2 separate regions of the Mus musculus genome follow, and region 1 is linked to region 2. The links are chromatin contacts, called in public promoter capture Hi-C maps. All regions are on one chromosome and are shown on one strand. Each heading gives the region's core, a stretch centred on a gene start, on an enhancer-like site or on the middle of the called end of the contact. The rest is flanking DNA. Distances are from core to core; before and after follow the strand shown.

Evidence for each region. Promoter capture Hi-C pulls out the DNA fragments that hold promoters and counts their contacts.
Region 1: a contact with region 2 is called in a promoter capture Hi-C map of cranial neural crest. The contact joins the promoter of Dnaic1 here to the promoter of Aqp7 in region 2. A contact is called at or near these places in 4 of 39 promoter capture datasets (cranial neural crest, embryonic stem cells, hippocampal neurons and 1 more), 1 of 115 datasets of contacts at active chromatin or transcription factors (bone marrow-derived macrophages) and 1 of 9 other capture datasets (embryonic stem cells).

Annotation. Positions count from the first base shown.
Region 1 is chr4:41,567,017-41,571,410 of GRCm38.p6, forward strand. It overlaps Dnaic1 (dynein, axonemal, intermediate chain 1), which reads left to right and starts at 2,778. Exons shown (of 20, transcript NM_175138.4): 1 at 2,778-3,002. The coding sequence starts at 2,976. It overlaps Fam219a (family with sequence similarity 219, member A), which reads right to left and starts at 2,522. Exons shown (of 6, transcript NM_001159583.2): 1 at 2,161-2,522. The coding sequence starts at 2,220.
Region 2 is chr4:41,046,042-41,050,969 of GRCm38.p6, forward strand. It overlaps Aqp7 (aquaporin 7), which reads right to left and starts at 2,095. Exons shown (of 8, transcript NM_007473.4): 1 at 1,832-2,095; 2 at 343-481. It overlaps Gm25637 (a small nuclear RNA gene), which reads left to right and starts at 4,179; the gene lies at 4,179-4,285.

The DNA of each region.
Region 1 (4,394 bases), core at 1,528-4,027, 520 kb after region 2:
GGTCTTTCCCCAAACACGCCTACAGAGCCATTCTGCCTTCTACCTCTGTGGTGTGCATCTTGATTCCTTATGACCCGCATGAATGCCCTTGTGGAAATGCTACACTAGATTCATCCTGTTCTCAACAGAATAAAGAACACTTAAGGAGTTTGGGGTTGGGGAGTGGGCGTGTCTCTAGACTCCAATATGGGAACAGAGTCAAGAAACAGCGTACTGTCTTTGACCCCCCAAGTGTGAGAGACTATATTGTTATTTCTTTAAGATTTCTTTAAGATTCCCTCGGCCTTGGCACAGCATTCTCTTGCAGATTGCTTTAGCCTTCAGAAAGGGGCAGTTACAGCTATTCTAATAAGCATCTTCTCACCACAAACGTCTCTAAACAGCCCCAGAGTCTTCTACCCAGGGTTAAGAAAGAATACCAGAAAATAACAGAACCAAAAACAACTGCACAATCCTGATGGCTTGATTCTTTCTTCTCTGCCCTTGGATAGCTATTATCTTGGAATCCTCAGATAAGAAACAAGAACTACCTCCTCTCCTAGACTTACTAGGACCTCCACCCCTTTCATCCACCCACCCACACAGGATCAGCTTAGAACTGGAAGGGCATCCTAGTTTGAAAACAAGGTTAGCTGGGTAGGGAGCCTACTAAGTTCTAACTCAGCCCAAGGGCCTTCTTTACATCCACAGAACCAACTGTTCCCTGGAGATTTTCCGGTTCCCAAAGAATCCGGCAGTGACATCAAGGTAGGGAAAAGTCCTGCAGCATCTCTCAGTTTAACACTGTACAAAGCCCATCTGTTTCAGCGTCACAAACCGTAGAAGACACTTGTCTCCAGCTGCACGGCAATTGATTATCCAGCAAACGGAGATTGTCATACTTCCCACTGTGGTTCACCTTGGCTACTGTAACAGGCGGGTTCCTTACCTAGGAAACCACAAAGCCTACCTGTCAGTTTGGGAGCCGAAGGCCCAAGGGAAGAAGCTATTCTGGGCCACCCTGACTAACACAGAGGGAAGAGACGTGGGGAGCCCTCAAGCTTCAGGAGTTGGAGAGCACAGGTTGGCTCCAGCAGAGAGCAAGGCATCCATTACCTATTGGTTCCTGGCCTATCACGCCTCGTTTTAGATCTTACTAGCACAGGCCCCAAGGTGGGTTAAGCAATGAACATGGCCTCTACATTCTTTCCTCTCTATTCTCTAGGCCAGCTGGCTAGGCCTCTGACTTTCCTACCCATATGCTGACAGCAATGACAGTCAGGTAGCCTCAGGGCAATGGCCAGGAGGCACCTTCTTCTTTAGGCCATGCCTCCATAAACTGGCATCGCCCTCCCCCTTCCATCCCCTCGGCGCCGGCATCGATGACATCATTCCTGCCTGACTCCAGGACCACGGACCGGAGGCAGGATCCCCGCCCAGCAAAGACTCCAAACACGTAGGCCTAAGATGATAGGGGCTCTTCCGAATTCCGAACCGGTCGGCACGGCCCACTTCAGCACAGCTCCACCTCTTATCCTGGAGATACCTTCCCATGGACACCCTTGAGTCTCCATCTCGCCACCGCAAACTCTTCCCCTTCCCGATGCCCCCAGATCGAAATGGGGCTCCTCTCTCGAGAGGAAGGAAATTCCCAGGTTCTGCAATGAACCTCTGCCCCCATCAAGGCCTGGTTCCTGCTCAGCTTTGCTATATTTATCTAAAGGACCGGCGGGCAGGCCTCTCCTTTTCTAAAGGCCTATTTCCTTTCCTCCTTAGACTGATCTGCTGGCCTCCTCCCTCGCCCTGAGCATCACAGGCCTCGGGGAGCTAAACGCCTTTCTCATCCGACCCCCCGGGCTTGCTGCCAAAGATGCTCTGTGACATCCTCCTAAATTGCCCTCCACTAGAGGTGTGCACTAGAGTGCCTCCCTTGGTCCTATCCGACGGCGTTCTGCATCTGCTGACCGTGCCCTCCGCCCTTTCAGGTCCTTCGCTCGCACCGCTGGTAATCTCCCACGGTTTTCTCGCTCTGCAAATCTCCCTCCCCCGGCAAAGCGTTTTCAGGACTCCCTCTACCTTATCAGATGGCGCCCCCTCGCACAATCCCCACGGCCTAGTTCCTTCCCTCCCCTCCAGCGGCGCCCCTCCCGGCCCTGGCCTCTCCGCCGCCCGCCCCCTCACCAGCGGCTGCATCTCCGAGTGCGCGGTGGGCACCTGGAACCGGTCGATCTCCTCCATCATGGTGCCGGCGGGCGAGCGGGCCAGGGGCCGGGCGCGGCCAGGGACGCCGATGGGACCGCGCGGGGCGGCGGCCCCAGAAGCCCGGCAGATTATGCAGACTAGGCCGCCCTGGACCGGTCGGGCGGATAGGCGGATGGAAGGATGGATAGGCGGCGAGAGGCTCGCGGGATGACTGAGACCGGCGTAGCTCCGTGGGGTTGCCTAGAGCTACCGCGGCAGTAGCCCCGCGGAGCCGCAGGTCTTGCCTCGCCTCCTCCTCCGCCGCCGCCTCCTGTCAGCAGCTCAGCCACTGCGGTGACTCTGCAACTCCACTTCCGGGTCCGGGACACCGCCCGGATCCTGCATTATTCATGAGAAGGCGGTGTCTGGGTGCCCCAGCCCTTCCCACTTGCGGGAGCTCCTTGCGCGGAGGGCGGACTTATCTTTCTCTGCGGAGGCGGGGCTTAGCGGGGCCAGAGGATCCCTGCGCGCCCAAGTTCCGCCTCCTCCCCGTGTCCGGAGGGGGCGCTAGGTGCGCCTGCGCACCCGGTGCCTGTCGGTTGCTGGGTAACCGCGTCAGGGAGGAGCTGATGCTGTTCTACAAGGGCGCGAGGACCCACAACGTCAGCTGTCCCCGAAGAACCCTGGTGACTGGGAATTGAAGTGGAAGAGAGTCTGCACTTCCTGTGTGTGGTCAAGAAGGAGAAACTACTCCCCAGGAGAGGAAGCGTTTTGTAGGTTTTTCAGGGTGTGAGGTGCTTTCTATTCTTGCGGCAATGCCCTCGAAACAGATTCGTAAGCAGGTAATGTCTTACTGTGGCCTGCTGTCTTCTGAAGACCTCTGACCTTAACCGCCAGTTATTTCCTGTTGACCTCCAACCTCTCTTTCTTGTGACTCCTGGTTTGTGTTCCCACTGACCTGATTCTCCTGTTCTTTCTCACAAATCCTGCCCTCCTCTCCCAAATTTTCCTGAACCCACAGTCATTTTACTTTTAACCGAATCTGGTTTTTTCTTATTACTTCCATCTCTTCACAGACCCATCTTGTCTTGTCTTCGCCCTTAATCTCCCAACACTCCACTGAGTCCCTTCCTCATTCCCCTCTCATTCTTGTCCCAGTGGATTTTTTTATTCAACACTGCAGCATGGTCACTGCAGAGCTAAGTAAGTGGGGACATTTGCCATGTGGGAACTCAGAGAGGGGGCATGAGAACTGCACAGGAGACACGGAATAGAACAGATCGTGTGCAGGAATTTGGAGCAAGAAGTCAGAGAGGAAGAAAAAAAGACCCTTTTTCTAACCATGTTCCCTGCCCTCCAACACAAGTTTCCTTCTTATAAGACCCTCATTCACTTAGCCTTGTGAACGTTATGTTTCTGTCACCTGGCAATATGTTATCCCTTCTCACAGGAGAGTTGAATTACTCCCCAAATCACCACACATGATAAGCTAGTCTCAGGTTCTCAAGGAGCATTCTGCGATATAAAAGAATGACTCTTTCTGTCCTATAGAAATTGCTTTTATTTCCTAACGTCTAGCAGAGCATCTACTTTAAAAACAAACAAACAAACAAACAAACAAACAAAATGCTTTTCTATACTTAAGCCTAGGTATATTGAGGTTTGGAGAGCAAATCTGTGCCCATGATATCTAAGACTTCACATATTTTGGTAGAGGTTCTTGTATATCAACTTTGTGCCTTCTGCTTCTTTGACACGTGTCATCTACAGCTGAAGAACCGATCAGTCTTAGAGCTCTGTAGGCATTGAGAGGCTGTCTCTCCTTGTATTTATTGGTCATGCCCTGGTTTTATGTTGAGGCGGAATTGTGATTTGAAACTCTTGTTCTGTGCTCAAGGCAGCAGACCCTTAATTTATAGGCAGTTTGTTTTAAGTTGACATTACCAAGGTCAAGCTAGTTAGATATAATAAAACAGACCCTTTTGTATGCTTCAGGTTTTGATAGAATTGTTATGCGAATACAATGAAAACATAGAATATGTCCTCAATTACAAGAAATTCCCTGTGCCTTAGTCCAGTTGAGGTCTCCCTCCCTCCTGCCCCCTCAGCACTGGTCTGCTTTCTCTCACCACAGATGATTTGCTTTCCTGGCAGGTTATAGTTTAAACAGAATGAGTTTCTCCAGTCTCCTCAGGCGAAACACCAGTGACAGCTACATTGAAAGCAGAAAGAGG
Region 2 (4,928 bases), core at 845-3,344:
GTTGAATAACCTACCAAGAACTGGGCAATCTATTTCTCTATCCTAACCAGATTGACGCCAAAGCCTTCCTAAGGAGTCTGACACTTGATAAACTTTTGTTCAATAAAAGCTTTGTTTGATGGATAGACAGATGAAAAAATGAGTTTTAGACACCGGTGTTCGTTAGGTGGTACAGTGCTGGCGTCTGGGGAAGGTGCTGGGTCTCGGGGATGAAGAGGAACAGGACAGGTGTGGCTAGGTGGGCCTTGGGGAAAGAGGGGTGGGGAGACACAAAGCCTAGGTATTTAAGGTATTAGTGCCTAGATGAGAGCCATGGCGGAGAGGGAACATTAAGGACGTTACCCTTGACTTCTGGCTGGAGCCGAGGAGAAGGGGACCCCTGTCTGAGCTGAGACCCACAGGAAGACGAGAGAGGCTGGAGGTGCAGTGCGGAGATGGTAATTTTCACCCGGCGTCGAGTTGCTGGTCTTATGAAGTAGGTCTAAAGCCAAGAAGGGAGACATGGCTGAAAGAGCAAGGTTGCCAATGCAGAGGGAGCCGCTGGGTCCAGTGAGAGGGCACAAAGGGCGAGCATCTGTATTCTCGTGGCACTCAGCAATGAGTTGGATAGGCATGCTTGCCTGAGAGGGCAGTGAGGACTACAGAGGTCTAGAAGGGCACTAGGAATGCATCAGCTGCCACTGCACAGGGAGTGGGACCGGAAGTACAGTTGTCTCGGGAAGCCTGACTGAGGGGCCTCTTTGGAAATGAATGGAAAGGCTGAAGGAGTAGCCATGTGGGTAAATATAGGGAGAGAGCTCCGGGAAAAGGGAAGAACTGTTGAGGGAGTCTGAGCATGTGTACAGAAAGCAACTGAGGACAGCGCACGGCTGGAGAGCCGGGAGAGCAAGACTTGGAGCGGAGGCTTGAGGAGGTAAAGAGATCAGGACCCTGACTAGTGCAGACTCTGTCATCACCAAGAGTCAAAGGCGATGGATTTGGGTCAGCTAGTTGCCATTTACACGGGGCAGACAGAGCCTGCTCACCAGCCCTGTATCCTCAATCCAGATCTTCAGAGCGTCCCTTAACCTGATATCGGCCATTGTTTTCTGAGTTTTAGACTCTGTGGTACTGGAGAGGAACCACCTAGGGCTGAGTGAGAGATTCAGAACTTGGAGAGAAGCAATCAGGACAGCGCTATCCCAAACCCAGGCAAGCTGGAGGGAGGAGGGAAGAGGGAGGAAGGTGAGAATGCCTCAAGCAATGTGAAAGTGTCCTACCCCCCCCCTCTACTCATGCTACCCCAGAAACCTGGACCTCAAGACCGGGGCTCCTCAAAAGCCCTCTTGGCCTCCCCAAGTCTGCCATCTACTTAGCTTTGGATAACTAACGTTGTGCTAAAGTTGACTCTCCCACCTCTCTGAAACTTACCCTCTAGTCCATCCTCCTCTTAGACTGCCAGGGTAACTCCTGACAGTTGCCCCCAGACAGGCGCTACCCGATTTTCTCTGGATGAAGCATCAATTTATATCCCTAACCTTAAAGTGCCTGAGGAAGATGCCATCAGCAGACCCATCTCTGACCTGCCTCACTTCTGCCCAGTCTGTTTGCTCTCCTCTCCTCCCTCCACGGTGCAGCCCAATGCACCCTCCCACCCTCTGCTCCACTCAGCAGCTATGATCCTGCCACATCCAAGTGACAGCCAATCTGTCCGTGTCACACGGCCACACAGGGCTGAACCAGGACAGAGAGTCATACTCCAACTCCTGGTGAACTTTCTTTCCCAAACACCCCCTGCTGGGCTTGCCCCAAGGAGGCTCCCCTGTCCCAGACTACCCGCAGCCCCGCTCACTCTCTGAAGTGCTCTGTGTCTTTCAGCCTCCGTCTCACAGCTGGTCTTGATTCCGTTTCTCTATCAGGGAGGCAGACTCAAGCTGCAACTGAACTGTAGCTCTGCGGTCTCCGAGTCCTCACTTGAGCCTGCCTCTGGGCCCTCCCCAGGGTGGCTGTGAGTTCTGTTGTGCTTCTCCAGGGGAGAGGTCAGTAGGGCAGGGGTTTGGCCCATGCCACTTAAGCCAAGTCCATACACACTGCCCAAAATAGCATCTCTGTTCTTACCAGTAGCACCATGGAGACTGAGTTCTGAGGCAGCCCTTGTGAGGTCAGAGGTGGAGTTCCAGGTGTGAATTCTGGGCCTCATAGTCCCAGAGGAAAGGCCAGTACTACATGCCAAGTGTCTGGCTTATCTCTAAGACCAGAGCCAGAGGTAGCCTGCAGAAGGCCACAGAGGTTCCTGAGACCCAGGCTATAGAGAAAGCTGTGTAGATGGAGATGTACATAGAAGTTTCCAGAAAGTAACAGAAAGGTGGAAGAGGTGGAAGGACTGGAAAAACAATTCTGGGTCAGTCCTCAGAGAGCCCTCCACCTGAAGCAGAGGGAGGAGAGTTAGGCCCTCTCCTCAGGGGTCCCCATCTGGGAGAAGAGGAAAAAAGCCAGACCTGGTTTCCTGCGGCCCCCATTCCAGGTCCTGTCTTCTGGACACTGCCTATCTTAGGAAAAGTATGCCCAAGGCTCTATGAGAAAAACCAGGCTAGCCCAGCACGGGGCTGTTGGCTCAAGGCAGCCGTGGGATCTCAACTATGGGGGTGAGGTCAGAGGGAGCTGAAGACCACCTGCAGCCAAATGGTTTGTCTGGGTTCAGGGGCCCGGTGGGGCCAGGAAGAACAGGCAGGCATGCACGTGTCAGCAGGGGCTGCAGTGCCAAAGCATGAGGGTGGGTGCCTGTCATCGAGAGGTGGGTGATAGGCAGGAAGCCCAGGGAGACGCACACAGTACCTCGATGGGAGAAGTTATAAGATGTGGTTGTCCAAAAGCCTTGTATGGGAGTGAGACTGTCTTCTAGAGATCACTGAACAGGGTGTCTGTAGCCTGCACCCATGAGGCAGAGACAAGAGGAATACAAGTTTGAGCATAGCCTGAACTGCCTAGAAAACTCAGGCCATCACTACACAGAAATCCCACCATTGGAAAGCAGGGGAAATGAGGTCAGACTGGTCTACAGAGTGAGTCCCAGGCCAGACAATGCTCTACAGTCAGAGTCTGACTCAGAGACGAGAGTCACATGCCTACAACCGGGAGTTCAAGGTCATTCTCCACTACATAGTAAGTTTAGACTAGACAGCCTGGGCTATGGCTATATGAAACCCCAGCTTTATTTTATTTCAAGGTAGGGTTTTTGTTGGTTTGTTTCTTTGTTTAGTCCTAGCTGTCCCTGGAACTCACTTTGTAAAGAACCCTGGCCTCAAAGTCAGAGGCCAGCCTCTGGAGCTGCCTCTCTGCCTCTGGAGCACTGAGCTTGAAAGGCGTGGCCACCACCCTGCAGAGGCCTGTTCTCACACACACACACACACACACACACACACACACACCCCACACACACACACCTCCATTCAAGTGAAACCACTATTGCTGTCACTAAACAATTTCAGGGAGTCGCCAGTATGGGCAGACTTAAGAAAAGTAGCTTAGGGGCTGGAGAGGTGGCTCAGAGGTTAAGAGCACTGACTGCTCTTCCAGAGGTCCTGAGTTCAAGTCCCAACAACCACATGGTAGCTCACAACCATCTGTAATGAGATCTGATGCCCTCTTCTGGTGTGTCTGAAAACAGCTACAGTGTACTTGTAATAAATAAATAAATAAATAAATAAATAAATAAATATTTAAAAAAGAAAAGTAGCTTAGTTTATAAAAAGTTTGCCCAGTATGAGAGCACCGTATTAAAAGAATGGACGCCGGGCATGGTGGTGCACGCCTTTAATTCCAGCACTTAGGAGGCAGAGGCAAGAGAATTTCTAAGTTCCAGCCTGGTCTACAGAGTGAGTTCCAGGACAGCCAGGGCTACACAGAGAAACCCTGTCTCAAAAAAAGAAGAGAAGAAGAAGAAGAAGAAGAAGAAGAAGAAGAAGAAGAAGAAGAAGAAGAAGAAGAAGAAACCAACAAAAAACTAAAAGAATGGGCAGAGCGGTTCACTGGCTGGGCTATGGTGGTTGCACACCTTTAAGCCCAGCACTTGGGAGGCAGAAGCAGGTGGATCTCTGAGTTTGAGGCCAATCTGGTCCACAAAGTGAGTTTCAGGACAGTCAGAGCTCCACAAAGAAATTCTAATCTTGAAAAAATAAATAAATTTTAAAAAGAAAGAGGTGCTCACTCCCCTTGGCAGCACATATTCCGAAATTGGAACAAACACAGAGAAGTCTAGTGTGGTCCCTGCACAAGGATGACATAAATTTAAGTGTTCCATATTTTGTTGTAAATTTTGTTTTAATTGAGCTTTGGTACAGTTCCTTTTAATGTTCTGGAGACTGGACATGTGTTGGGAAGTAAAACTAACCCAGAACTATGGGGAGGGGGAGGGGAGGGGAGGGGAAGGGGAGGGGAGGGGGAGGGGAGGGGGAGGGGAGAGGGAGGGGAGAGGGAGAGAGAGAGGAGAGAGGAGAGAGGAGAGAGGAGAGAGAAGGAAAAAGGAAAAAGGAAAAGCCAGGATTACACAGAGAAACCCTGTCTCGAAAAAACAAAAAAGAAAAAAAAGAAGAGGAGAGAAGAGATGAGACAAGAGAGAAGAGAAGAGAGAAGAGAAGAGAAGAGAAGAAAGAAAAGAGAAAAGAAAAGAAAAGAAAAGAAAAGAGAAAAGAAAAGAAAGAAAAGAAAAGAAAAGAAAAGAAAAGAAAAGAAAAGAAAAGAAAGAAAAGAAAAAAGAAAGAAAAGAAAAAAGAAAGAAAAGAAAAGAAAAAACAATGGCGCCAGAGCACAGAATAAAGAGGAAACTTTGTCCTCTAGAGGGCGCCAGAGACCGGGCCATGTCTGGAACTTTCCTAGTCGTCCACATCCTTCTGCCAAAACAACCCTTCCAGAGCTCGTGATTGTAGCCAGAGCAGCTAAAGGTTCTGGCT